Regions from separate parts of the Mus musculus genome. Here regions 1, 2, 3, 4, 6 and 7 are each linked to region 5. A link is a contact called in public Hi-C and HiChIP or PLAC-seq data. All regions are on one chromosome and are shown on one strand. Each heading gives the region's core, a stretch centred on a gene start, on an enhancer-like site or on the middle of the called end of the contact. The rest is flanking DNA. Distances are from core to core; before and after follow the strand shown. Region 1 overlaps Gm33981 (a long non-coding RNA gene). Region 2 has its middle 42 kb from the start of 4930556N09Rik. Region 3 has its middle 75 kb from the start of Gm34044. Region 4 has its middle 7.3 kb from the start of Gm40747. Region 5 has its middle 29 kb from the start of Gm33897. Region 6 overlaps Gm33782 (a long non-coding RNA gene). Region 7 has its middle 12 kb from the start of 4930459C07Rik.

Evidence for each region. Hi-C and Micro-C count contacts between places; a contact is called where the count stands out from the background. HiChIP or PLAC-seq counts read pairs in DNA pulled down with a chosen protein or histone mark.
Region 1: a contact with region 5 is called in a Hi-C map of uterus. The contact joins two enhancer-like sites. A contact is called at or near these places in 1 of 15 datasets of contacts at CTCF or cohesin (the NIH/3T3 cell line) and 2 of 484 Hi-C or Micro-C datasets (both in uterus).
Region 2: a contact with region 5 is called in a Hi-C map of uterus, with 5 times the contacts expected there. The contact joins two enhancer-like sites. A contact is called at or near these places in 1 of 15 datasets of contacts at CTCF or cohesin (the NIH/3T3 cell line) and 1 of 484 Hi-C or Micro-C datasets (uterus).
Region 3: a contact with region 5 is called in a Hi-C map of uterus, with 11 times the contacts expected there. The contact joins two enhancer-like sites. A contact is called at or near these places in 1 of 15 datasets of contacts at CTCF or cohesin (the NIH/3T3 cell line), 6 of 484 Hi-C or Micro-C datasets (liver and uterus) and 1 of 115 datasets of contacts at active chromatin or transcription factors (bone marrow-derived dendritic cells).
Region 4: an H3K27ac HiChIP or PLAC-seq map of bone marrow-derived dendritic cells shows a contact between it and region 5, with 5 times the contacts expected there. The contact joins two enhancer-like sites. A contact is called at or near these places in 2 of 115 datasets of contacts at active chromatin or transcription factors (bone marrow-derived dendritic cells and thymic regulatory T cells).
Region 6: a contact with region 5 is called in an H3K27ac HiChIP or PLAC-seq map of bone marrow-derived dendritic cells, with 8 times the contacts expected there. The contact joins two enhancer-like sites. A contact is called at or near these places in 2 of 484 Hi-C or Micro-C datasets (liver and neutrophils) and 2 of 115 datasets of contacts at active chromatin or transcription factors (bone marrow-derived dendritic cells and pancreatic cancer cells).
Region 7: a contact with region 5 is called in a FOXA1 HiChIP or PLAC-seq map of pancreatic cancer cells. The contact joins two enhancer-like sites. A contact is called at or near these places in 14 of 484 Hi-C or Micro-C datasets (the 3T3-L1 cell line, 3T3-L1-derived adipocytes, CD4 T cells and 5 more) and 10 of 115 datasets of contacts at active chromatin or transcription factors (bone marrow-derived dendritic cells, double positive thymocytes, fibro-adipogenic progenitors and 7 more).

Annotation. Positions count from the first base shown.
Region 1 is chr10:96,954,429-96,957,863 of GRCm38.p6, reverse strand. The region is part of intron 1 of Gm33981 (a long non-coding RNA gene); the gene reads left to right. Among named protein-coding and RNA genes, the nearest start is that of Gm33981, 2.7 kb to the left of the region's middle. Within about 2 kb of position 2,158, at least 45 of the 459 cell types and tissues checked have an H3K27ac peak or open chromatin away from gene starts, as enhancers often do. A contact at or near this core is called in uterus, where this site is marked.
Region 2 is chr10:97,076,497-97,079,936 of GRCm38.p6, reverse strand. No RefSeq gene overlaps it. Among named protein-coding and RNA genes, the nearest start is that of 4930556N09Rik, 42 kb to the right of the region's middle. Within about 2 kb of position 1,561, at least 17 of the 459 cell types and tissues checked have an H3K27ac peak or open chromatin away from gene starts, as enhancers often do. A contact at or near this core is called in uterus, where this site is marked.
Region 3 is chr10:97,158,651-97,161,873 of GRCm38.p6, reverse strand. No RefSeq gene overlaps it. Among named protein-coding and RNA genes, the nearest start is that of Gm34044, 75 kb to the left of the region's middle. Within about 2 kb of position 1,878, at least 52 of the 459 cell types and tissues checked have an H3K27ac peak or open chromatin away from gene starts, as enhancers often do. A contact at or near this core is called in uterus, where this site is marked.
Region 4 is chr10:96,264,568-96,267,788 of GRCm38.p6, reverse strand. No RefSeq gene overlaps it. Among named protein-coding and RNA genes, the nearest start is that of Gm40747, 7.3 kb to the right of the region's middle. Within about 2 kb of position 1,343, at least 41 of the 459 cell types and tissues checked have an H3K27ac peak or open chromatin away from gene starts, as enhancers often do. A contact at or near this core is called in bone marrow-derived dendritic cells, where this site is marked.
Region 5 is chr10:96,684,878-96,688,319 of GRCm38.p6, reverse strand. No RefSeq gene overlaps it. Among named protein-coding and RNA genes, the nearest start is that of Gm33897, 29 kb to the left of the region's middle. Within about 2 kb of position 2,014, at least 109 of the 459 cell types and tissues checked have an H3K27ac peak or open chromatin away from gene starts, as enhancers often do. A contact at or near this core is called in bone marrow-derived dendritic cells, double positive thymocytes, liver and 3 more, where this site is marked.
Region 6 is chr10:96,331,388-96,334,824 of GRCm38.p6, reverse strand. All of the region lies in intron 2 of Gm33782 (a long non-coding RNA gene), which reads right to left. Among named protein-coding and RNA genes, the nearest start is that of Gm33782, 24 kb to the right of the region's middle. Within about 2 kb of position 1,369, at least 117 of the 459 cell types and tissues checked have an H3K27ac peak or open chromatin away from gene starts, as enhancers often do. A contact at or near this core is called in bone marrow-derived dendritic cells and liver, where this site is marked.
Region 7 is chr10:96,212,180-96,215,407 of GRCm38.p6, reverse strand. No RefSeq gene overlaps it. Among named protein-coding and RNA genes, the nearest start is that of 4930459C07Rik, 12 kb to the left of the region's middle. Within about 2 kb of position 1,252, at least 167 of the 459 cell types and tissues checked have an H3K27ac peak or open chromatin away from gene starts, as enhancers often do. A contact at or near this core is called in bone marrow-derived dendritic cells, double positive thymocytes, pancreatic cancer cells and 2 more, where this site is marked.

The DNA.
Region 1 (3,435 bases), core at 909-3,408, 270 kb before region 5:
AAAAGAAATGAATAGATCAAAAATAAATTTAATTGTTCAGGGACCATCAATAAATAAGAAAAGTATAAATCTTTTCATACTATTGTGAATTAATAAAATCCATATAAGAGTAACAAGGACATATACTTTTGTAAAAGTTTTTTTAAAATTTATTTATTTTATGTATATGAGTACACTGTTGCTCTCTTCAGACACACTAGAAGAGGGCATCAGACCTAATTACAGATGGTTGTAAGCTACCATGTGGTTGCTGGGAATTGAACTCAGGACCTCTGGAAGAACAGTCGGTGCTTTTAACTGCTGAGCCATCTCTCCAGCCCTTTTTAAAAGTTTTTAATAATAAATTAATTAAATTATGCATTAATTTTATGCTGATAGAAAATATATAATCCATCTTTGTTTAAAATTAGAATGAATTATTTATAATTGTAGAATATGATCTACATGTAACATCTTTCCTCTACCCTACTATTGAGACAAATCCTTTAATAAAAGGACCAAAGAAGAGTGTTCATATTCTAGTGGAATATCCTGTGCATATTCCGTAAATGCCTGACAACACCACCTACCCTTCTCTCCCATACCACACACATATGCAGCAGCCCCTGTTATGTAATAAAACCCTCTCTCTTTCAATTACCTCCTGCAGCATCTCTCTAGGCTTGTCCATAAAACCACCTCCCTTGTCTTTAGAACCACTCTCCTGGCACATATAAACACAGCCAGAAAAAAAGCAATTTGTGCACATAAACTAAAGCCCATCGCTGTCAGTGGTGACACAGAGCATGGGTTGGATTCTTGCTATGAAACAATTCTTCATTGAGAACAAACAGCAATGGAAAGTGATTTACCCTGCTTACTCCACATATTCATACTTTATTTATCATTGCAATTAGTTCCATGCATATCAGAAGGAAGGAGTGCCCACTACATTGTCTGCAGAATGGATAGATATCCCCCCCAAAAAATACTTTTAAAGTAGTCATTAATAACTTTTATTTAGAAATATGAGGAGAGGGACAAAGAAAACAGTATTACTAGAGTATGAGTACACATCTATTGAAATGATTCCAACACATGTCTAAAAACAAAGGAAGAAAATGAAAAGTGGGAGAGGAGGTTTGATGAGGAAAAAGTGTGGAAGCAATGAAAAACAAAGTGGGTAGTTTTAGGGCCTGAGAGACAACCCACCCTCATGCATTAATGATACAGTCATTATGCTTGCCTCCGTGCGTGCGTCCGATGGTCTCAGTACCGAGGTATACTGTTAATTGGGGTTTATGCACCTCTGAGTCAATTAACTTTGTTTTATTAATGCATAATTCAATATTGTTATGTATAGCAAAACCCTTAAAAAGGATTTTTGTAATTCCTCCTTGGGATGTGGCCTGAAATATTTCAAGGAAACACCCACTGTCAAGTGCGTGAAAATGAATAATTATGGGAGCCCTAAAACCCCACAGTTGAGCAGACAAGACAGCTGCTATTATTAAGCACTGCAAATTGAAAGTATGGGTCCTATCATTACAAGAACAAAGACATTGCTGGGATAATTATGGAAACGCTATAGCTCCGTTTTTCTGCTAATGCTTCTGGTAGAATGTTTAAAAGCCTCAAAAGGTTAGGAGAGAGAGCTTCGTTTCTGAATCTCGTTACTCACTTCGATGAATGCATTTTTCTACCAATTGTAGTCATAACGGAGCTTGAGATCCCTGCTTCACTAAGATAAGAAAGCAAGAAATTAAATGATAATAAACATCGTGTGGGCTCGGTGGGGGGGATATTGTTTAATGTCAGCGGTGACTGAAACCACCTTCTAGATGACTGAGGCTTTGTTGGCCTCCTCTGTTTATATTAATTTCTCCTTTTCAAAGGCCATTATCTTAAATTGCATGTTATATAACTCGAGCCGCCTCCCTCCAGCCCACAGAACCACTTCGAAAGCAACTTGATGATGCATATTGTCGGGGGGGGGGGGCGGGGGGGGAGTGGAAATCACTCCTAGGCTTAGCATCCAAGGAAGATTACAATCTTGAGACTGTAATGGGAATGGATTAGACTTTGTACAATTTCCTTTTGTCACGTGAATTGAATCCCGTTGTGTTCTTTTCTATGCTGCCTTCAATCACTGTCTCGCACACAAAAATGATCTTTGAAAGTGTTAGCGTCCCTTAAGCTACCCTGGCCTGCTTTTAAGACAGCCAGAAGCTTACTGTTTGATTGGCTCTGGCTTCCCCCTCTGTGAAAACAAAACAAGGAGAGTCAAACAAGCCTGCCTAACAGATGATAGAACCCTGCAAAAAAGCAACCCCCCCCGCCCCCCTTTTTGCCTCAGGCAGCTCCAGCAAGGACGGTTGAGATTTTCATGTTGATCACATGCTAAAAACAAATTGAAAGGAAAGGGAGAGCATGACCACATAAATCCAGTCCTGCGCCAGCAATTGTAGTTCCTTCCAGAGAGAAAATGAGGCACCATGGACGTCCCTAACTGCACACAATATGGCTTCAAGTTTCCAGAGACCACAGGTTTTCCCTCTCCTGTCAGGCTCTCCACGTGCTCGCTGCTTCCAAGGTTAAAACGGAGCCATTCAGACATCAGTAGCATCTATGGACTTTGATAGTGCCTTGAACTGACCAACAGCAAAAGAGGAAACAAATATGCCTGTTAACGCTGGAAGTGAGAGGCTCCCTGCTTCAGAGCTAGATTCTGTTTTGATCTCTGGGGTCTTTGATGTTGGGCAGAATTGCTGCTGCCTGCAACAAGGTCCTCGGGACTTTGGGTGCATGCAAATTAAACTCATTTGGTTGAAGTTGAAAAGGAAGCTATTTTTGCTACTTATTTTTGATGTATGGATCTCATGGAACTATAACCACCAATAAATAACTGATTTCCTCAAATAATATCCGTAAAATTTTCCACATTAAAGTACACACACATTCTTTCAAAACTATATGCTTTCACTAAGTTGAAAAACTGAAGCTGTTCGCATTTTATTATCTGCTCCAAGTGGCTTGAGCTATCCCAATTTATGTAGAATGCTAGAACATTCATTTGTTGAGACAAATGTCTCAAGTAGCAATGAAGAAGGTGTGATTTAAGGACTAGGAAGCCAGAGGTGATACTATCTTGGATCTGTGAGGTGTGTTCACCACGTGGGATCCAAAATCAGCTTGATCTTTGAACTGATTTTACTCTGTGCTGTTCTTGGTAGGCTCAGACTTAAGTTGTAGCACATGTCCCTATAGAAACTACAAAACATTTCTGAGAGGATAAAATGGTTTTATACTTACATTCTTTGGTAAACTTGGAATTGAGAGTCAGCATCAGCTACACAATCCCACGGGAATGAAACTAATATGGTGGCAAACTAGTCTGAAAGAGTCTCCTTCAAGTCCTGTTCGCTGATTAGCCCTGATCTCTCTCAATATAAAAAC
Region 2 (3,440 bases), core at 312-2,811, 390 kb before region 5:
TTGAAAGGATTCCTTAGCATTGTCTCAAAGGACCCATTGCAACAGAGTACTTCAAGTTGACCAGTTCTCCATGTCAGATGAGAACACAGAGACTGTGAATAAACAGCCGAGGTGCGTCTTCCTTGTTAAACTCAGTGCAGAGCGTATGCAAAGGCAGTAAGTGGCTGCTTTTTATTGATGCTCTCTTTTACAACCACACAGTTTCATGTTTTAATGAGCCCAGGCTTAAGTAGTAAAGGTCTCTTCTGACGTCCAAGGCCAGCAGTGTCTCGATTTCATAATAGTCCAATTCTTATTGAGTTCAGGAAAGAAGAGAAGTCATAATAGTCATTTTAGAAACATTTGATGGAACTTCCAAGCCCTTCTAGGCACATTTACATTACCCCCATTTGCTCGGGGTGGAAAGGCAATTACTCTGTGGAGATGGTGCAGTCAAGTCTGTAAACAGTTATTACATTTCAATTAAAGCTGCATGAAACTCTACATATTTGGTTTGCAGGAAATTAATGCAAATCTTTTTTGATGTTTCAATTCGCAAGGGTGAACTATCCCACACATTTGGCTCTAGGCATAACACTCAGGCCCTTTCAAACATCAAAGACTATTTTCCCAACGTAAAACATTTGACCTGGGGTTAAATTTTCCTAAAATACCAGTCTGTACTTAAACGCCCAAGTTTTCAAGCTGTATGGAAGTTTTGCTAAAAGAAATCAACGTAAGGTAACTTTCTAGCAGGGAACACATTTTCTGTAAAGCTTTTAGTGTCCAACATGCACTGGATCTGTTCATTGCCTTGGCTGAGAATCCATAAATCATAAACAGAAACTAGATTTTTTTTTTGCTTATGAAAGATTGAGAGGAAATAAACTAACGTGCATTAAACACCTACTATATCCGCATCACTTTTCTGGAATGGTTTTATTAAATTCACCCATTAACACTGTATGTATGTATGTATGTATGTATGTATGTATGTATGTATGTATGTATGTATGTATATGAGTACACTGTGACTGTACAGATGGTTGTGAACCTTCATGTGGTTGTTGGGAATTGAATTTAGGACCTCTGCTCACTCCGGTCAACCCAGCTCACTCCAGTTGGCCTGGCCCCCTTACTCTGGTCAACTCCGCTCAGTCTGGCCCATGGATTATTTATTATTATCCATAAGTACACTGTACATTCCTCTTTATTCAGGGAAACTTCTTAAATTACACAGGTGGGTGGTGGTACCACAAATAGATGCACAACTTTCTTTTTTTTCTGAAGCCCTTGGCATGTCTATCTTCCACCAAATGAAAATATAAGGACTGTAGTTCATGTTCACAACCATCACATGGTTTTTTGTTGTTGTTGTTGTTGCTGTTTCTAGTGCTCATTCCCTTCCCTCGGACACTCTCTATAATAGCTGAGGTGGTCATCTACTCTTTGTATGAGTAACCTCCCCCACATTTCTGTTTTAGAAAAACACACAAATAACACACACACAAATGATCAAGGGACTGTTTTCAGCCTCCCTCCCCTTCTCTCAAGATGTGTTACATATGGTGGGGTGGGGGTTGGGCAGGCAGAGCAAGACTGCAGGCAGAATAGAGGACTTCACACTTCCATCGCTTCCCATGAAAAATAACATATGGGCAGAACATTTATTTGAAAGAACAGATTTGTTTCTAGTTGCTCTCCAGCAGTTGAAAGAGAAAGAAAGAAAAAGAAAGCCTTTTAACAGCCATCTGAAAATACTCCCCCAAGGAAAGAAATAGAGTTGATCTTTTTAGGGATTACAGAATTAACATGAACAACTCTGAGTCATAAGGAGTCCACGGAAATGTATTCCCGGCGCTCCTGCTGTCGTGAATCTACCTCTCCACTAGGGATGGCAACACAGTCTGTGCTCCAGCTCATGATTTGTAATTTTTGTAGAAAAGACATTTAAACATAATGCATTTTTCTTTTAGCCATTTTTCAAATGAACCCTCTATTTTATCCCTTACTCGGCTTTTTTTTTTTTTTCAACCTTCTCAACTTCCTGATACACATACTCCAAAAGTCATTCCAGAAGATGAGAAAACAAGTCCCTGACCTCCATCATTTGTATTCCAAAGGCCATTTGTTTCCCATCATGCCAGTTTTGGTTGAGATCTGGTTGAGATCTGGACTGATTCACAACTCTTGGCACTGTCAAATTCCTCAGGCCCAGAAAAAGAAAAAAAAAAAAAAAAAGACATTGCCAGGAAACAAATTAAAAAGTTCAATTTAAAATTGTATCTACCCTCCAAGCTCCTGGTTTATAAAAGTATTCACAGCTTATGTCCAGGCTAAGATTTAATTTAAACCACATGAGAATTAAGGGGGATTAGCCTCCTGGAAGCTTGCTAATTTTTAAAAACAGAAATCAAAAGGGAATGAGAAAGCCTACAGGCATATTTGAAGAATATAAATGTGAGGGGCTGGAGAAGTGGCTCAGTGGTAAAGAGCACTTTGTTGTCTTGGCTGAGGACCTGGGTTAGGCTCCCAGCATTCCCAGGGTGGCTCCCAACCAACTACCTCCCTCTTCTTACCTCTGCAGGCGTCAGGTATGCAGGTAGATGGTACATATGTGCGTGAAAAGGCGATGAGTAAAGGCTTTCATTGATGCTCCCCTTTTACAACAACGTAGTTAGTTGTTTTAATGAAACCAGGCTTAAGTAATAAATGTCTCTTCCAAGTCCAAAGGCCAGCAGTGTCTTAATTTCATGATTGTCGAGTCCTCCTGAAGTTCACAAAAGAAGAAGACACTGTTCTTGTCAGGCATTTTAGGAACATTTGATGGGACTTCCAAACCCTTCTAGGCACATTTACATTGATCCCCCATTTATGTGGAAAAAGCATCCACACATGCAAGCAAAACACTAGCACACATAAATCTTTTTAAAAGGTTTTTTTTTTTTTTTTAAAGAATGTATGTGAACTTTTCTCATATATCCAGCATAAGTGATCACAGAAATGGACCCTCCTTTTGTGGTTGCCATGGCGCTAAGAAAGATTCATCACCTCCCTGTAGCAAACTCTGATGAGACCATTCTTTCTCCCCATCAAGATTTGCACCTTTATCAACCCATGGTTGGTGGCTGTGCACGAGGTCCCACCTTACCTGGCAATTGCTCCTTTAATTAGCTGTTTAGCTGACCATCTGAAGACCTTCCTGAAGGAAGCCTTTTAAGTGAGAGCCGATCCTAGGAAAGGCAGAACGCAACTCAGACCCGAGGAGTCAGAAAACACAAATGCTCATCAGCACACAAAGTGGGCTTGGGATAAATGCAAAATTATCATCAAGTCCTGTTGTTGAGAAAAATAAAGCAATTTTTTTTGTTTTATTGATTCAAAATTGATTTTTTTCCATATAATATATTCTGATTATGGTTTTCCCTCCCTCAGCTCCTTCCAGATCTTTCCCACCTCCC
Region 3 (3,223 bases), core at 629-3,128, 470 kb before region 5:
CAGTTCATATTAAGCCTCTGAAACCATAAGGAAAACCCAATTAAATGTTTTCCTTTATAAGAGTTGCTGTGGTCATGGGGTCTCTTCGTGGCAATGGAACACTGACTAAGTACATAATGTATATTCTTATTTATATGTATATTGTCTCAGGAAATATTTTTAATTCTTTATTTTACTTTTGAGATTATAATATAATTACTTCATTTCCTCTGTTTCTTACGTCCTCCAAACCTTCCCGAAGACCCAGTCTTTGTGTCTTTAAATTCCATGGGCTCTTTATTCATCAATTGATGAATTGATGAATATATATTCCGAGATACATAAAGACCACCTGCTCAAGGTGTATGATGTGACTTCTGCGCATGGTCTCAGATCCCCAGACCAATCATAAGAGGATGGTAAATTCTGTGCTGTGTGTGTTTGTGAGGGGAGTTAAGAGATTAGAGAGTAGAAAAGAAGCAATATTTACTTACCACCTCATGGAATTTATCACATGTATTATCCATAAAATAACAGACAGCACTAAAGAAATAAATGAAAGAAAATTTCTAATGCTTCCGTTACTCTCACCAACAATAATTTGAAGAAGCAAACATTTCATTAGTAATTGCTCAAGCTTTCAAAATGCAGATAGAACACACACTGGCTTCTTTTTACAAGGACATACATTAAGTCTCCCCTCCCTTTTTCCTCTAGCCTTCCACTCGTCAGCCCCTCCCTGCACTGGCACAGATTTCTGATAACAGACTTCCTGTCACCCAGGCTATCTCCTTGTGCTGGCCTTTCCACGGTACCCACACTGGAGAGACAAGTCCTGTCATTGTTCTGAAATGTAAGGCAGGAGCTTAGATGAGGAGATATCAAACAGAGAAGAAACTTCCTGTAAGGTCTATTTGGTGGTGGTGGTAGTTGTAAAGTGTGTGTGTGTGTGTGTGTGTGTGTGTGTGTGTGTGTGTGTGTATCTCTGTGTGTTTACTTCTAAGTATGGCTATGAGTTTTTTGGAAAAGAAAAGAACTCTCTATTATAAGTCACCTCTTATGCCCTTTATACATTTTATTAGTTTCTTATTTGACTGGAGAAAAAGACAAATATTTTAATTTTACCAGAGGAAATGGACTACCGGTGAATAAGCAGCAGCCTGACATCCAGCCTTCTATATTCCCAGTATACAAGAAGATGGCTATCTCAGTACATCCGTTGTTTTCAGGAAAGACACTTGAACAGGGTTAAAGACATTTTGTTTGCTTGTTTGCTTTAGGGAAAATACACATACTGATACTGGCACTGGACGAATACAGAAGGGGCTGTGCATTTAGAGTTCCTGATCGTGATGGCTTCTAGTACTGAGCTATGTTATTAGTCTCAAGCCTGTATTTCAATTAGACTGCTTCCCCCACCTCTCTGAGACTGAGTTGTAATGCTCACTATTTCCTCTAGAGGGAGAACGGAACAGCAATCCACCAGAACGGTATTTATGGAAAAACTGGGTCAATTAGAGTAACCCTGAAGATTTTTTCATGACAGAAAAACACGAGTTTGCCAGGAGTTCCATAAACCAAAACACAGAGTGGTTACTTGCAATAAGTGGCCTTCTCTGTGTAACCGAGTCACCCTTTGTAATGTATAGGAATGTGGCCTCAGTTTGCTGTCGATATTAAAGCAATAGGGAAAAAAGTTGGGGGCACACACCTCATTTCACTCACTTTACCCACTCACTTTATATAAGTTATAAAGATGTCTCCATTACATTACAGATGATAAGCTCATTAGAGATGTTTGCAAAGCTGTGCATTTGAGTCGCAGTCTTTATGAGCATCCCCTGCTCGAGCACACATGCAAGGTAGCATGAGTGAGGAAGACAATCTGCAGAATGAGCTATTCGGTACATAAAGACACTGCCTAGTACCTCACATCGGGATGACCATCCATTCCCTCCTCCCTGTACCATTTTCCAGGATAGCCAGCATTTGGCTGACATGATCCAATCCTTTTAAGTTTCAGAGACTTGATTTAAAAAAAAAAAAAAAAAGCAACCCTGTTTTAAGATTTGTGTGCCTTATCCAGAAGCTCCCATCAATGGTCGCCACCCAGCTACTACACATCCTGAAAAAATAAGTATCAAATGGAGCCAAGACCAGCAACTCCAGGAATAAAGACTCCTACGAGACAGCAATGGTGATAGGAAATTCTCCTGTTCATCAGTGTGGTGCCCAGTTCCCCACCCCCACCCTGATGATACAGTGACATCATTGGTCAGCAGCAGCACTGGCCTATTTTCTGTACTGCTTATGGTGGATTGGACTGGATGGAAATAAACATCTTATATAACAGGCAGGCTGTGCTTCCTGTCTTTCTCTCCCTACCCAAGGAGATTTTCCCAGTGTGAATTCTGCCTGTACAATTAACATTGGCCAAATTTCAGTTGAAAAAAAAATCTGTTAGGGTTTTAAGCAGATTAACAAATACAGCCCATGGATGCTGTCCCCTATTCCTTCTCCTTTATACGCATGAACGCACACACACACACACACACACACACACACACACACACACACACACGAGAGAGAGAGAGAGAGAGAGAGAGAGAGAGAGAGAGAGAGAGAGAGAGAGAGAATCTCCGAGTTTGCCTCCCACCATTGCCTCCAGGCCCCCTGCAATCAAAACAGCTTTTTATCAAGAGACAAGAAAAGCAAGCAAGTTAAATTGAAATTGGTCTTGGAACAGTTGAAAACAAAATAAAAGATTGCAGATTAGAGCTATTGTCCCATCTCGGAGATACAAAGCAGACCCCCCTCTGTGCTTATTTTCTCGGCATTGAAACAGACAAACCAAAGATTATGAAAGGGTGCATCCTGCCCTAAGTAGCCTTCAGCATCAAGAAGAGTACAACCCTAGAACCAGACATGTGCAATTGTGATTTGTAATGATTAACCAAGACTCCCTGAGCTTTGTCTCATAAATCTTGCTTTGTGTGGAACCGTTTATGAATCCTTGAACTTGAGCATTTTATTGTAGAGGCTGCTTCTGAAGAAATTACGTACAAATGAGCCTTCAGTATGATTTTGCTGATTCCAGTACAATAAGTCAGAGACAGCCGAGAGCTAAGGGGCGGGGAGGAGGAGGGGGGAAATGGTTGAACAGCTTAGTGGAGACTCATTTGAAATCAGCAAAGTGATGCTATGTTGGGAAGGAGGAGGTTAACTGACCTAGTGGACTTTGTTG
Region 4 (3,221 bases), core at 94-2,593, 420 kb after region 5:
GGAAAAAAAGACGGTTGAAATTCCTGCCAGAGAAACCAAAAGGACTTAGTGACTAATTCAGTACAAAACGAGGGAACAGAGACTGTAAGGAAGACTGTAAGTAAAGAGATGAGTCCTACCATGAAGAGAGATAGAAAAACCAGGAAAATGTCTGAGGGAAATGAATGACAGGAAAGGAAAAATGAGTATTAGCGGTGTGCGTAAGACCAAGATGAGAATCAGTTGCATACGTAAGACAAGGCTAGTGCTGTTGAAAGTGAGCCTGGCTGAAGATTGGGTGGGGTCTTGGCCAAAACTAGTGATCTGGGATTCAAGTGCATAGAGGAGATCAAAAGGCAGACAGGAAGGGAAACATTGCAAACCTTGCCAACTCCTGACATCTTTCCACTGCCTTCACCTCCCTAATTAAATACTGATTTGGTACAACTATCTCATATACTTTCCAAAGCCAGAGGATGGATCCCGACTGTTCTAAGTCGATAAGGGTCATTCCCATCTATTCTAGGAACATGCATGGGACAAAGTCTAGACAGCAAGATTTGGAGAGTCAGCTGAGATTCTATTAAAGACACAGAATAGGAGGTAGGGGGTCATTTTCTCCAGGAATTGAATCCTGTAACTGCCCTGCCACCACTGAGCTCTGGAGTTGGCCTTCTTCAGGCAACAGGGCCCTGGAATGAAAACAGGGGTCAAAAACTTAGAAATTACTCAGATTTAGAAATCTGAAGCAAACCCTAAGAAGTCTAGAGAAGGCTTGGTCAGGAACTAGGAAGACGGAGAAAATCAAGTTAGGCTCTTAATCAAGGTGTTGGCCAAACAGAAGAAGCCAGAGGCTTGGACCAGGCTTACCACAGGCTGAAGTGAAATATCCAAGCAGAGAGAGAAAGAGTTGCACCCAGGAGACAACAACTGGAGATAATAATCCTTTCTCAAAAAGAAGCTCTTGACAAAACTCAGGAGGTGACTTGAGGGTCAGCAAAAAGTGGTTTCTGAACCATTAAACACATTCTCGACTGGAAAACTTCACATTCGTGTCAGCTGGGCGAGCCATTTCAGAACCAGCCTCAATGTGGCTATTATTCACATTCATCCCGCCAGTGTGAAAATACGGCTCGAAATGGACTTTGCTATTTGAAATTAAGTGTGATCACACTCAGCAGCCCAGGGAAGCACTCCCTTTATGAGAGGCTGTGAGCCAGGGGGAGGTGGGGGAGGGCGAGCAGGTTTGTGGAAAGAGAAGGGGCTCTTTCTCTGGGACTTTCCCTCTTCACAGTGCCATTCCCCCTCAGTCCCACTCTCCAGGACTCTTCCTTTCACTTCTGCAATTCTTTCCCCCACCTTCAGCATCCTCTTCTCACTTCTCTCACAGCTACCTCTCGCTTAGAAGAAGTATCTGGCCCCTTGTGACTCCGTGAGCTGTCGGAATTAACTACAATCTATTATTTCCCAATAAATCCCCCACCCCCACACCGCAGCTCTTGACAGGACACAACAGCTGAGAATCCCCAGCAATGGCCTGGCCAAGGTACTAAGAAAGACTGGCTCTGTTCCTAGCTCATCCTGGGTCACAAAGAATCCTCCAATAGGATGCCAGGAGAGTTCAAGAAGAGCTGGTCTCTTCTAAGCGCAGCTCTTTGCTTAACCTGCCTTTGATTTCCCAGGAGTTTCAGGATGAGTGTATGCTAAGAAAAGGCGAGGTGCCCAAAAGACAAGAGTTCAGAAAAAGATGATTAAATTCAACATGGCTAGCAAGTAGGCACTGCTCAACACTTCATAAAAGGTAGACAAATACAAAAATGCTGATCAGAAGAAGTAATATTTGGTTATAATATAGAAGCACAAGTATTTGTGTGTGTGTGTGTATGTGTGTGTGTGTGTGTGTAGGGCAGTTAATACATTCATAAACATTTGCTCCCTTTCTTAGCATTTGTGTCCCTCACTGACGGGCCGTGGCTGGGGGACTTGAGGGTATGTCGAATTGATATAAGTATATAAAAAATTTCCTGGCTAACGATGCTGACACTTCTGCCAAAATTATGTTTATTTGTTAAAACATATACTTCATTCTGTTGTTGCAGAACTAAATCCAACCCCATCGTAACTGGGGAAAGGGTGATTGGGTTTCATGGTGATGTACCAGCTAGTGTCTTGTGGGGGCGTTAAGGTGCCAGCTGCTCCTTGGGCATTCCTTTTTATTTCCAGTCCGTAGACTGTTTTTCCACTCTTTTTTGTGTGAGGCAATTGGGATTAGAGGGGTCTTTGTAAGTGACAGAGGCGGAGATGGCAGCAGCATCTCCCAGATCCCTATGCACAGAGACAGCCTGGAAGGCCAGGCTCAATGCTGGCTTCGTTTGTCACTCCCCTCCGAAAGAAAAGGTCTTCCAAAAGAAGGAGTCTCTGTTGGAAACCTGTAAAGCAAGGGACTTGGGCCTTAGGGCTGATGTTTCCAGAATGCAGTCTGAAAAGCACCAAGCTAGGATCACCTTCAAGGCAGATCAAACAATCCCATGTTGGCAACAGGCCTCTGGAGTTTTCCATGCACCTCTGTCAGGTGGTGGCTGGGGGCATTTTCTAGGGTTTCTGTCTGAGGGCTAAATGAGTTTCGGGGCTCCTCCTTGATTCTTTGAAGGATTTATCATTATTTTTACCCACTTGAAAATTCCAAACTGCCACAAGTGTCCCCTTGACTGGCTGGTTTACCCAGTGCGGCTGGAACAGGGCCAGCCAGATTGTCCTCTGCTGAGTGGGCCACCCAGTCTCCCCTAGAAAGCCTGGCCTCTTCAATTGAGCAACCTCACAGCACAGCGTGCGCATGCACACACACACACACACACACACACACACACACACACACATTGAATAATGTAGGGGGCAGGGTTGTTTGTTTATATTGTTGTCATTTTTGATATTTAAGTTCTGGGCAAAACAAGCACCTACAATGCCCCAGTGAACACTCCCTTTTGTTTTTTTAAGGATAGAGAAAGACAAAGTGGAAAGGAAGCCGCCCTCTCCTCTCTCCCTTCTCCCTCCATCACAGAATCAAAACACTCATTCTATGGACCTTACAGAGGTGGAAGGCTCAAGAAAATTATGCCTTGTCTGTTTCCTGGCTCTGCATGAAAATCCTGGTGCTCAGCAGCTGTTCCGGTTGCTTAGAAAGTCTTTTTTTTTTTTTTTTTTTTTTTTTTTTTTTTTTTTTTTGCTTAGAAAGTCTTGATGCA
Region 5 (3,442 bases), core at 765-3,264:
ATCAGATTCTGAACTGATGATAGGGTTAGCCCTTGATGGCTTCATAACAGGATGGCTTCCACTGGGAGATGGAAACCTGCTTGGAAACAGTAGTTCTCCCTCTGTCTCTGTCTCTGACTGTCTCTATTTGTCTCTCTGTGTGTATCTGTTCTGTCTGTGTCTGTCTTTATCTCTCTATCTCTCTCTGTCTCTCTCTGTCTGTCTCTTTCTGTCTCTGTCTCTCTCTCTGCCAACCTCGATCACATGCTCTCCCCCCACCCCCATTCCGCCCAAGTACCAGGCTAAGCAATCCCAATCTGACCCTCTGTATTTACACCAAACATTTCCTTATGACGTGGCATGTGATGCATAGATAGATGTCCTACATAAACCATATTATCCAACCAGTCAACATGGGTGCGAGTCATCTAAGTCAAGGGTAATTGTCTTCAAAGCAGCCTATCACCCATTTGCTCAATAAGAAATCACTGAACCCCTCCTGTTCTGTGCTAGGAGCTGGGGATTTGTGGGTAGCCATGGCAACGTCTTAATAGGTGATAGATTGGAGTGAGCTGATCATTCACATTGTAGCAGTGTATTTTTGATTTTATATTCTAAAATTTAGATGGGGCTGACCTATTTTAACAAGACCATAGGGGGAGATTCTGAGCCTGCCAAAAACCAGGGGTACTTTCCAGGGTCCCAGCAAGTCTCTCTGATCCAACAGAGGAAGGGAGTAATAAATGAAAGGACCCGAAAGCATCCTTCCCACAACCAGCACATGGCAAAGCAAATTTTTTCTCATTAGTGTTTGAGGTAGATGTTATGGGTAACTTGCTTCTCTTCTGTCTTCATACTTAACTGGAACATTCTTTGATTGCCAACATCTATAAAGAAATACCATGCACAGAGTGTTTTATGTTCCAACACCATGAACCACCACTGCCCCTGGCCACCCATCCCCGCCCCAAAGATTTCTCTTCATCCTCTTCCAAAACCCCACTATATGGCTCTCCCTTAGAAGGTCAAGATGGTTGAAATAGAGGCAGTGATTGAGGTGAGGTTGTAGCCAGTCACTGACAGGCTTATTAAGTAAACATCATTGAGAAAACGCAGAGCATCGTCCACTGCTGTGAGTTTGGATTCGGAATCTGTAAATATACAAAGGGAAAAAGAGCTTTGGTGTCTCACAGCGCTTTCTGTCCAGGAGCCAAGAAGTTCAGTTGCACATGTGTGTTTTTGCAGACTCCTGGCTTGCACTCCTCTTCCTTATTCTGGCTGCCCCCTGCACCACTCTTGGCAAGCCTCACTCTGGAGAGGTCTGAAAAAGTTTCCATCCAAGCGATTCCTTTAGTTAATCATTAGCAGCTCTGGTAAAAAACTGTTGGTGAGCCAGTTGGAAAAAACTAACTGGGGGGGGGGGGAAATCTCAGAGTTCATTCATTTGAGACACTTCAGGAATCTTATCCTGGTATACTGAGCTATGGGTGGGCACCAGTGAGACACTACACTAAGAAATGATATCTAATCATGTCTCTGTATCTAATATAGGCTGCATGACATTGGTCAAGGGAGAGAAAGGTCATTGGTAAATAAATACACAGGTTAGAAACACTTCATCTTAACAGACAATTTAGGTGTTTTTATCTCCCATTCTACAATGTTAGATTTGAAACCAAAAGCTGTTCAACTTTGCCCGTATTAGAGCATCTTTACTTAAGTAAACAAGGAGTGTCAACTTGTTGCTCTCTGCAAAGCTTTTCTCAATCTGTTAGCTTGTGAATCATGTAACCCAGCAAGAAGCAAACAACCTCTCTTGCAGTTTCCACACAACTTTTCCCTTCTTGGCCGGGATTTCACAGCAAACTTTGGGTACACATAAACAAAGCTGTCTTCTGCACATAAAGATGACAGAGCTGTTGTTCACTCATTAGCTGTCAATATAACATGGCTTTCACTCCCCCGTGGCCGTGGCCGTGGCCTCACCCTTGTTTAGATTGCTCAGTTCCTTCAGTTTAGAGGACATTAAAAAGCAGAACTGGCCTGGCTGTTTTACGTTGATGGTGAACTTTATGCCTTGGTTGTGTTGCAACCCCAGAGTTTACTCAATTCCACCTGGCAATTCAGTTCTTTGAGATAAAGGAGGTTTCTCTGGGGGAAGCCAATAACAGTTTCTCTTTTGGGTCTCTTGTTGGCAGACAGCTGGTGGCACATTTAATACAGTCATATGACTAAGTGTGTGTGTGTGTGTGTGTGTGTGTGTGTGTGTGTGTGAAACTTTTTAACAGTTAAAAACAAAACTAGTGGAACCCAAAGGAAGCTATTGCCATGTCAGAGAACCTAGAGCATCATCTTGTTCGAAACTTTGTAAGGATGTCTTTTAGAAAAATCATCTCTTGGGGTGTAGGGGAGGCGGGGCAGGGCAGGGAATGTACGTGTGCGTGCGCGCGCGCGTGTGTGTGTGTGTGTGTGTGTGTGTGTGTGTACGTGCACTCACCTGCAGGTTTTGGAACTGTCATAAAGAATCCTGAAATACCCAATGAAAACTCCAAGCACCTCCTATGTTCTCACTCTCCCAAGCACTGTTGGATTTGAATCAATTTCTCATGACTGAAGTGAGAGTTGCATTTGTAGATCTTTTTTGCAAGTCCCGCATGTAGCTGTACACTTTTAGAAAACTACACTGAAAATGACAAACTTAGTAATAACTACACATGGAAACAGTGAGTGCAAGGTACGTAAAGAAAATTGGCAAAGGACCCATCAATAGGAATTCCAAGAAAGGAAAACTTCACGCTGTGACCTAACCAAACAGAAACTGTCTTCATATACACATCTGAGTACAGGAAAGAAAGAAAGAAAGAAAGAAAGAAAGAAAGAAAGAAAGAAAGAAAGAAAGAAAGAAAGAAAACTAATGACCTTTTCTAGCTCCAACCTAAAATATGTTGATAACCTTAACTTTACAAGTTGTGGAATTAGTTTTGCTTAGATAAACCACCCATGCAAGTGATTAGCTGATGATGAGGTCACTACAGCAAATCCCAGCCCTCTTACATGGAGCTTGGGAAGTCGGTGATGAGGATCATTCACATACGCAGAAAGGATCCCAAGTAAATATGAAGGTAGACATCGGAAGGACAGGTCTGAGAAACAAAGAAACCCAAAAATTGACATCAAACCACTAGAAGCCAGAAGGGACTCTCTGATTCTCATAGGGTTTAGGAAGAATCACTCTGCAGCCTTGACGGTTGAGCTAACCTTGGATAGATGCTCTCCAGCCCATGATGGACTTCTGTTGTTTCAGTTGACAAGTTTATGGTATTTTGCTAGAGCAGCCCCAGGAGACTTGGTATAGTTTGTAGATCCTCAGCCCAGGGAGTGGTACTTTTAGAAGGTAAGGCCCTATTGGAATAGTTGTAGCCTAGGAGTAGATATGTCACTGTGGGTCTGGGCTTCATGACCC
Region 6 (3,437 bases), core at 120-2,619, 350 kb after region 5:
AACGATTCTATCTAAGCATCTGAAGAACATCACAAGCAGCTTCCTCTATGGTTTTTTCCTAGGAAATAAATACCAAACTGGCACAACGATGGCAAAACCGTGAGTGACATCAGTACATACAGTGCCCTGTCCTTCCATCCTGTCACGTGCCTGGTGGGTAAACATAAATAAATCACCTAATTTCCCTGTGCCTCAGTTGCTCTATCTGTAGTATGGAGCAATGAGGAATGAGATCTCAAGGGCCCACTTTTGAACTATAAAGCAGGCTTCTCTAAAGAAGGAGAGAAGGAAGGAGGGTCCTGTGGTGTGTTCGGCCTGTTCCACATAGCTAACTGCAGTTGTTTCCCGTTGCTAGGTCGTTTATTGATTGCCTACAACTAAACCTATTATCTTTGTCTAGAATCTTTTGAAGCAATCCATGAATAACAACTCATTTCAATTTCATAATGACTCCGAGGTCTTACCAGCTGTTGCCGCGCCTGTCTTACAGACTAACAAACAGACGCAAAGACACAAAGCCATTCGATTCAAGTCTGGCAGGTGTGAGACATAGATCCAGGGCTCACGTACTACAGCTAGTTCAGGGTCCTGGAATCCACTCTGTTATGTCCTGCGGAGCGGCCAGGAGCTTGACTGAGAGGCAAAAACAGCTAGCATCCTCAGGCTCTGCTCTCCAAGAACACACTGAAGATCACTGAAGGGCTAGCAAGCCCTCTACGTGGGCTAGCATGGAACAGAGAGGTCTCAACAATTTGAAGGAACATCAGGAAGTGTAAACCACCCCCCAACCTTCTGTAAGCATTCCTACCACACCCCACTAAGGTGGAGGGGGGCGGGGGCTGGAGGCAAGGAAGGGAAATCATACCAATACATGCCTGCTCCAGATCCAATCTTCCAGAAACAGTCCAAAGGAACACCCTGGGCATGTTCAAGACTTGATTTATTTAGTAGCTAACAGCGTAACTGCCAACTACAATCTTCAAACTAGCTTTACCCACTGCCCCACCCATCCATCAGACCTTGCCATTCCCACAGGCAGTGAGAAGGACCAGGTATGTTCATGTGTAGATTTCTCTGCTTGCTAAAACCCCCCAGGCTTTCCTTTGTTCTCAGGACATGCAAGTGGCCACCTGTATACCTGTGTTCTGGACTGTACGTAATCCTGCTGTCAGCTCCCAAATAAAACTCCCTTATTGATTGACTTTTGACAATTCCAGTCATTTTGTTTGTTTGTTTTGTTCTGTTTCGTCGTCCCCCACCCCCACCCCATTTCCTTCCCTTAAGGCAGCTCGAGGTAATAAAGGAACTGCCTGGTCTTGATCACGAGGTCCTCTTGCCTCAGCCTCCAAGTCCAGGATGACTACAGTGCCTAGGGGCATCTCTGCGATTTCAATCTGCCCTCTACAGGCCACAAGGAATACCCTAAAAGAATGATCTGCCACCAAGCTTCTGGTTCTCCCATGGCACTTGCACCACAAACACAGTGATTCCCAAGCTGGTGGCCACCTTACGACACTGTTCTGTCACTTGCATAAATGTCTTTTTGGTGTGTTGTCAGGCAAATACCTGACACTTGGCACTCTGAAAATTCCTAAAACACCACATACTGCAAAGTCAATGATTTGACCAGCTGTGAGCCCGCTTGCAACCCAAACCGGCAGGACTAGAAACAAATCGCACTGCTTCATGCTACAGAGCCATCTTTCCTAAGGGTGGGTGCGGTCTTGTGATCCTTGTGTCCAGTCCAGTTTCTCATATGTGTATTGTGACTTCTGCTTGTGCAAAACAGGACGTTGCTTAACCAGGCCCTTATGGGAGGAAATACAGCCCAGCAAGCAGAACAATGATTTGAAAGTCCTGAGTTCTATTTTCAGATCTGCTGTTGACTGGCTGTGCAGTCAGCCCTACGAAGGTCATTAGCAAAATGGCCTTGCCCTGTTGGCGGTCTCTGTATTCGCAGCTCTGGACGGGAAACAAATCAGGGAGCTGGCACTCAGCCTTGAGGAACTAGAGTCTTAGGAGAATAGATGTATCGTCAGGCTTTGTCTTCATTCTTAAAGCAAAAGCACAGAACAAAGCCTCTGGGGTGGGGGAAAGGAGCTGGAGTAGAATTCAGAGAGGAACCTGATAACCTTTCCAATACCAGAGACGTGAAGGGATGGCATGAGCGTTCAGGTCAAAGGCAGCTCTTTGGCACATGCTGAATCTCCTGTGTGGGATACGGAAGAGACAAAGGAACCTGAGCTTTGACAGACTTCTGTGAACTGAGTCAAAAACAGATATCCAGAGTGCTGCCTGGTAGGGAACAGGCTGAGGACTGGAAGGGTCTGTGGAGAACCAGAAAGCTTATAGCCCCTTCTAAAGAGTCTGCACCAGCTCTTTGTCCCTCAGATAAGCCAGTGACAAGGTCCTGAAGTGCTAGTGTTTTAAGAGGCACTGCACACTACCATTTTTATCAGGACTTCCCTTTTCTTTAAATGAAGATCCATCCAAGTTTTAAAGTGATAGCGGGCAGGTAAAAATGTGTGTGTAACTTGAACAAAGCCCTTTCCACATCTCTTTAACATGTCCATGGATGGGATTTCATAAGAGTTGAATTATTGTTTTCTGATAATGGAGCTATTCCTTTAAACAGAAGGGAATGAGCAGTCTAGAATGCGCGAGTGTTTAAAAAAATCCCAGTGCACGGGGCTGGGGAGATGGCTTAGTTGTTAAAGTGCTGGCTGGGGAGATGGCTTAGTTGTTAAAGTGCTTGCTATACAAGCAAGCGGACTTGAGTTTGGATGCCTAGAGCCCCTGTGAGAAGTGATAAGACAGTTGCCTTAGAGTTAATCTTGCTTTGGTGAAACACTACCACCAAAAGCAACTCGGGGAGGAAAGGGTTTATTTGACGTACACATCCTGAATCAGAGTCCATGGAAGCCAAAGCAGAAACTCCAAGTGGTCAGGAACCCAGAGGAAGGACTTGATTCATAGGCTACAGATGGGTAGTGCTTACTGCCTTGCTTCCAATGGCTTGCTTAGCCTACTTTCTTTTAGAACCCAGAGCCACCAGGCCGGGGTGGTAATCAACGACAACGGGGCCCTTCCACATTCAATCACTAATTAAGAAAATGTTCTACAGGCTTGCCTATAGCCTGATCTAAAGGAAGCATTCTCTCCAATGACTCTAGCTTGTGTGAAGATTACATAAAACTAGGCAAGACAATAATCTATATGGGTATTCTAGCACAGGGGAGACAAAGACAAAGAAAATCCCCCGAAGGTTGTTGGACAGCCAGCCGCTCTTGCTGAATCCTCAAGCTGTAGGTTCATTGAGAGATCGTGTTTCAAAACCAGTGTATTGCTGTGATGATTTAGGGCAGATGCTGAAATGCATGGGCAGGATATATACAAGCACATCTTCACACACACAGGAATGTATATACATACACACA
Region 7 (3,228 bases), core at 3-2,502, 470 kb after region 5:
GGACAATTCACAGTATTAGACAATCCCGCTTTGCTTGGCTCTAACAAACCACCTTGGGTTGTGGAATGATGAGAGATCTGTTTAGCTTACAATTTTTGAGTCTGACAATTCAACCCTGGGTAAACCTAGAGTGTTTGGCCCTTGGTGACAGTCCCCTATGTGTGCTACCCTGTGGCAGATGGTGCCGTGGGGGAGCCAGTGCAAGGAAAGAGACAACACATGGCAGAGGCAGGAAGCCAGATCATGAGAAAGGTGAGCGTTATGTTTTATAACAACCCACTCTAAGAGGAAGTCAGCGGGTTCCCATACACATGGCTTTGATCCCTTCCGTGTGAAATAATTACCTTGGTCTAATTACCCCACCTTCTCTTAAAGGTGCCTGTCTCCAGCATCACCACACTGGCGACCGAGCTTTAACAAACACACACACAACCCTGGGCAACATACTCCTGCTACAGTCAAACAGCAGCTAACATCTAAAAGTAGTAGCTTAGAGAATAGCAAGACAAGCTGATTGTTTCAGAGATGGTGGGTGGGGGGGTGGACTAAAATACAGGTTCCAAAATGAAAAGTTATACCTGAGCTGAGAGAGATACTGAGGACTGGGAAAGTCAAGTAGGTATCTGACTAACCGTGACTTTCATTGTTAAAGTATGCCATTCTCATCTACACTTTGATTAATTTTTTTTAAATAATTGCCGTAAAAATGTAAAAGTACTTACTTCACCACAAAATATATAATCCAATATTATATAAATGATGTGTATGAAACTCTTGAGAAAATATTCCACAATATATTGGAAGTTGAACGTGACTCACTTCGTTTTTGATAGGCAGCCACTGACTAATTCTAAAGTGCTCAAGTCCAGTGAGAGGAAAAGTGTCTTTCACCATACCCTTCCATCCGAAGACATCTAAGTCCATCGATTATGGTGTACAGGGAATGCCTGATTGCTTTATGATGTCATATGCTGCTACAGAAATTATTTATGATGCTCCCGGAGCAAGACGATCTACTCTGGGGCTGATACCTTGATTCAGAATTTGACACCTAAAGTGGTTTGAAGCACTTGTGATATTTAGACGTTGAGTGACCCAATGCCATTGCCTTCAAAACACACATTCAAAACATACATTTTCCACCGGGAACTAGAAGGGCATTTGCAATGAACATCCCTCCAAGCAGCCGAGAACAAAGGAAATGTTCGGCAAAATGATGTTGAAACACTACCACTCAGGCAGGCCTTCTCCCCAGTATCTTTCCAGCCGAATAGCGTGCCTGCCTGTGACTCAGATACTGTTCACATTGGAAAAACAAAGCGGAGACATCTACTTAAACGCGCAAACAGTGCCCTCTGCTGGCGGAAATGGGATGTTAGTTAAAAGAACTTCGTCTCAATGACCACAGGGAAAGAAGGGGGAGGGGAAGGAAGGGAGAATGGAGAGATAGAAGGGGAGGAGAGGAGATGGGGAAGAAGCAGAGGGAATAGGAGTGGGAGGGAGAGGGAAAGAGGGAGGGAGAGAGAAAAGTGGACTGGGGGGGGGGGGAAGGGGTAAGGAGGAGGAGGAGGAAATGATACAAACAGGAGAGAAAAAAAAATGGGTTTTAGTCCTTTTTAAGGATAAATGCTTGAAGCATCTTATCACATAGAAGATGCCAATATATTTCCTTAAATCCCAAAGTAACACGTGGCCTTGAATTAAGGAATGGTTTTACAGTGTCCATTCTTTGCCTTACTAAGTTATTTACTCATCACAAGCTCCCTCTGGGGGTGTCCCCCAGTGCTCTGACTATGCGACATAATATACACTCAGCCTTTGCAGAAGATAGTAACTCTATCAAACAAAATTGTTTCCTTAGCTCACAGACCAGGGCTCTGACAGGGTTCCAGAATGTCCCAGGCTGCTCGACATGTTTCTAAATGCTTAGGAAAATCTTAATGTTGATTTTTTGTTTGTTTGTTTGTTCTGTTTTGCTTCAACAAAAGAAGTGGTTGCTTGAAGATAGCAAAATTGGTTTCTTGAAAGAAAAGAAAATGAGTGAGGTATATCCTTCAGGGCTGGCAGGGGGGCGGGTCTGGAGATGTATGTCATACAATTCATCGTAAGTACTTAGTCAATGGAGTAGCAATTCAAATTAGTTTATATATATATATATATATATATATGCACATGTATAGGTAGTATAGTTACGATATTATCGTGTATATATATACACATACGATATATATACACACATACTATATGTGTGTGTGTGTATATACATACATACATATATATATACATACATACATATATATGAATATGAAAGCCAGTATTTCTAATATCTTACATTAAAAATCAGTTGGCTACCCAGCTTCCCATGCCACCACAGTAGTGGGGTTAGCAATGTAAAATATGTAAATATGTTCTATTTTCATAAGGCATTTGCACTGGTGTATTAATACTGTGTGCATATTTAAAGATGTTACAGAGCCCAGCTTCGTCTGACTGTAAGTCGTCACCCCACTACAGGGTCGCTTAGCTGAAGGTGACCGTTCTAAAGACAGTGACAATAGCAGAAGACTCCTGGATGTGCAATGATCAAAAATAAATTCAGCCTCAATTGTGTAACAATCCCAAGGTGCTTCAGGCTAGGCTCGCCTGTGTTACACCGCACAGCTTCTCTGTACTCTCAGCTCGGAACACACAGGAGCCTGTATGCTTATGGATGCCGTCACTCATCCCAACTATCATGCTCAACTAGTCCATTGAACCATCACGCTCAGACGCCCTGCACGCTATGGACTGCGGGGTTTTTTGCTGTTGTTGTTTTGTTTTGTTTTGTTTTTTGTTTTTTGGTTTTTTTTTTTTGTATTTTATCATATGCACAGCTTTCTGCTCTTCTAGAAATGTTAACAGCTGAATTAGGGAAAGCAAAGATGCTCCTGTCATCTGGCCCCAGCCAGGGAGTGTCACATCCATGAGTATAGATTTGGATCATGTTGTGTTTGAATGTTTGATGGTTGCTATCCAAGTCACTGCTGAGCTCCTACACAACACCATTCAATTAACTTTTGCTTGGGTTTAAGGCAGGATTTCCAGCAAGTTTTACAATGGCCTTACACATATTTCTGTACTTCGGGCTGTATATGTATGCAATATGGCCTTCTCAGCATCGATGATTAGAAAAATCAAAAGTATCAGTCAGTTCTTTAAAGCATTGAAGATCTTCCACGGCCTGCCATA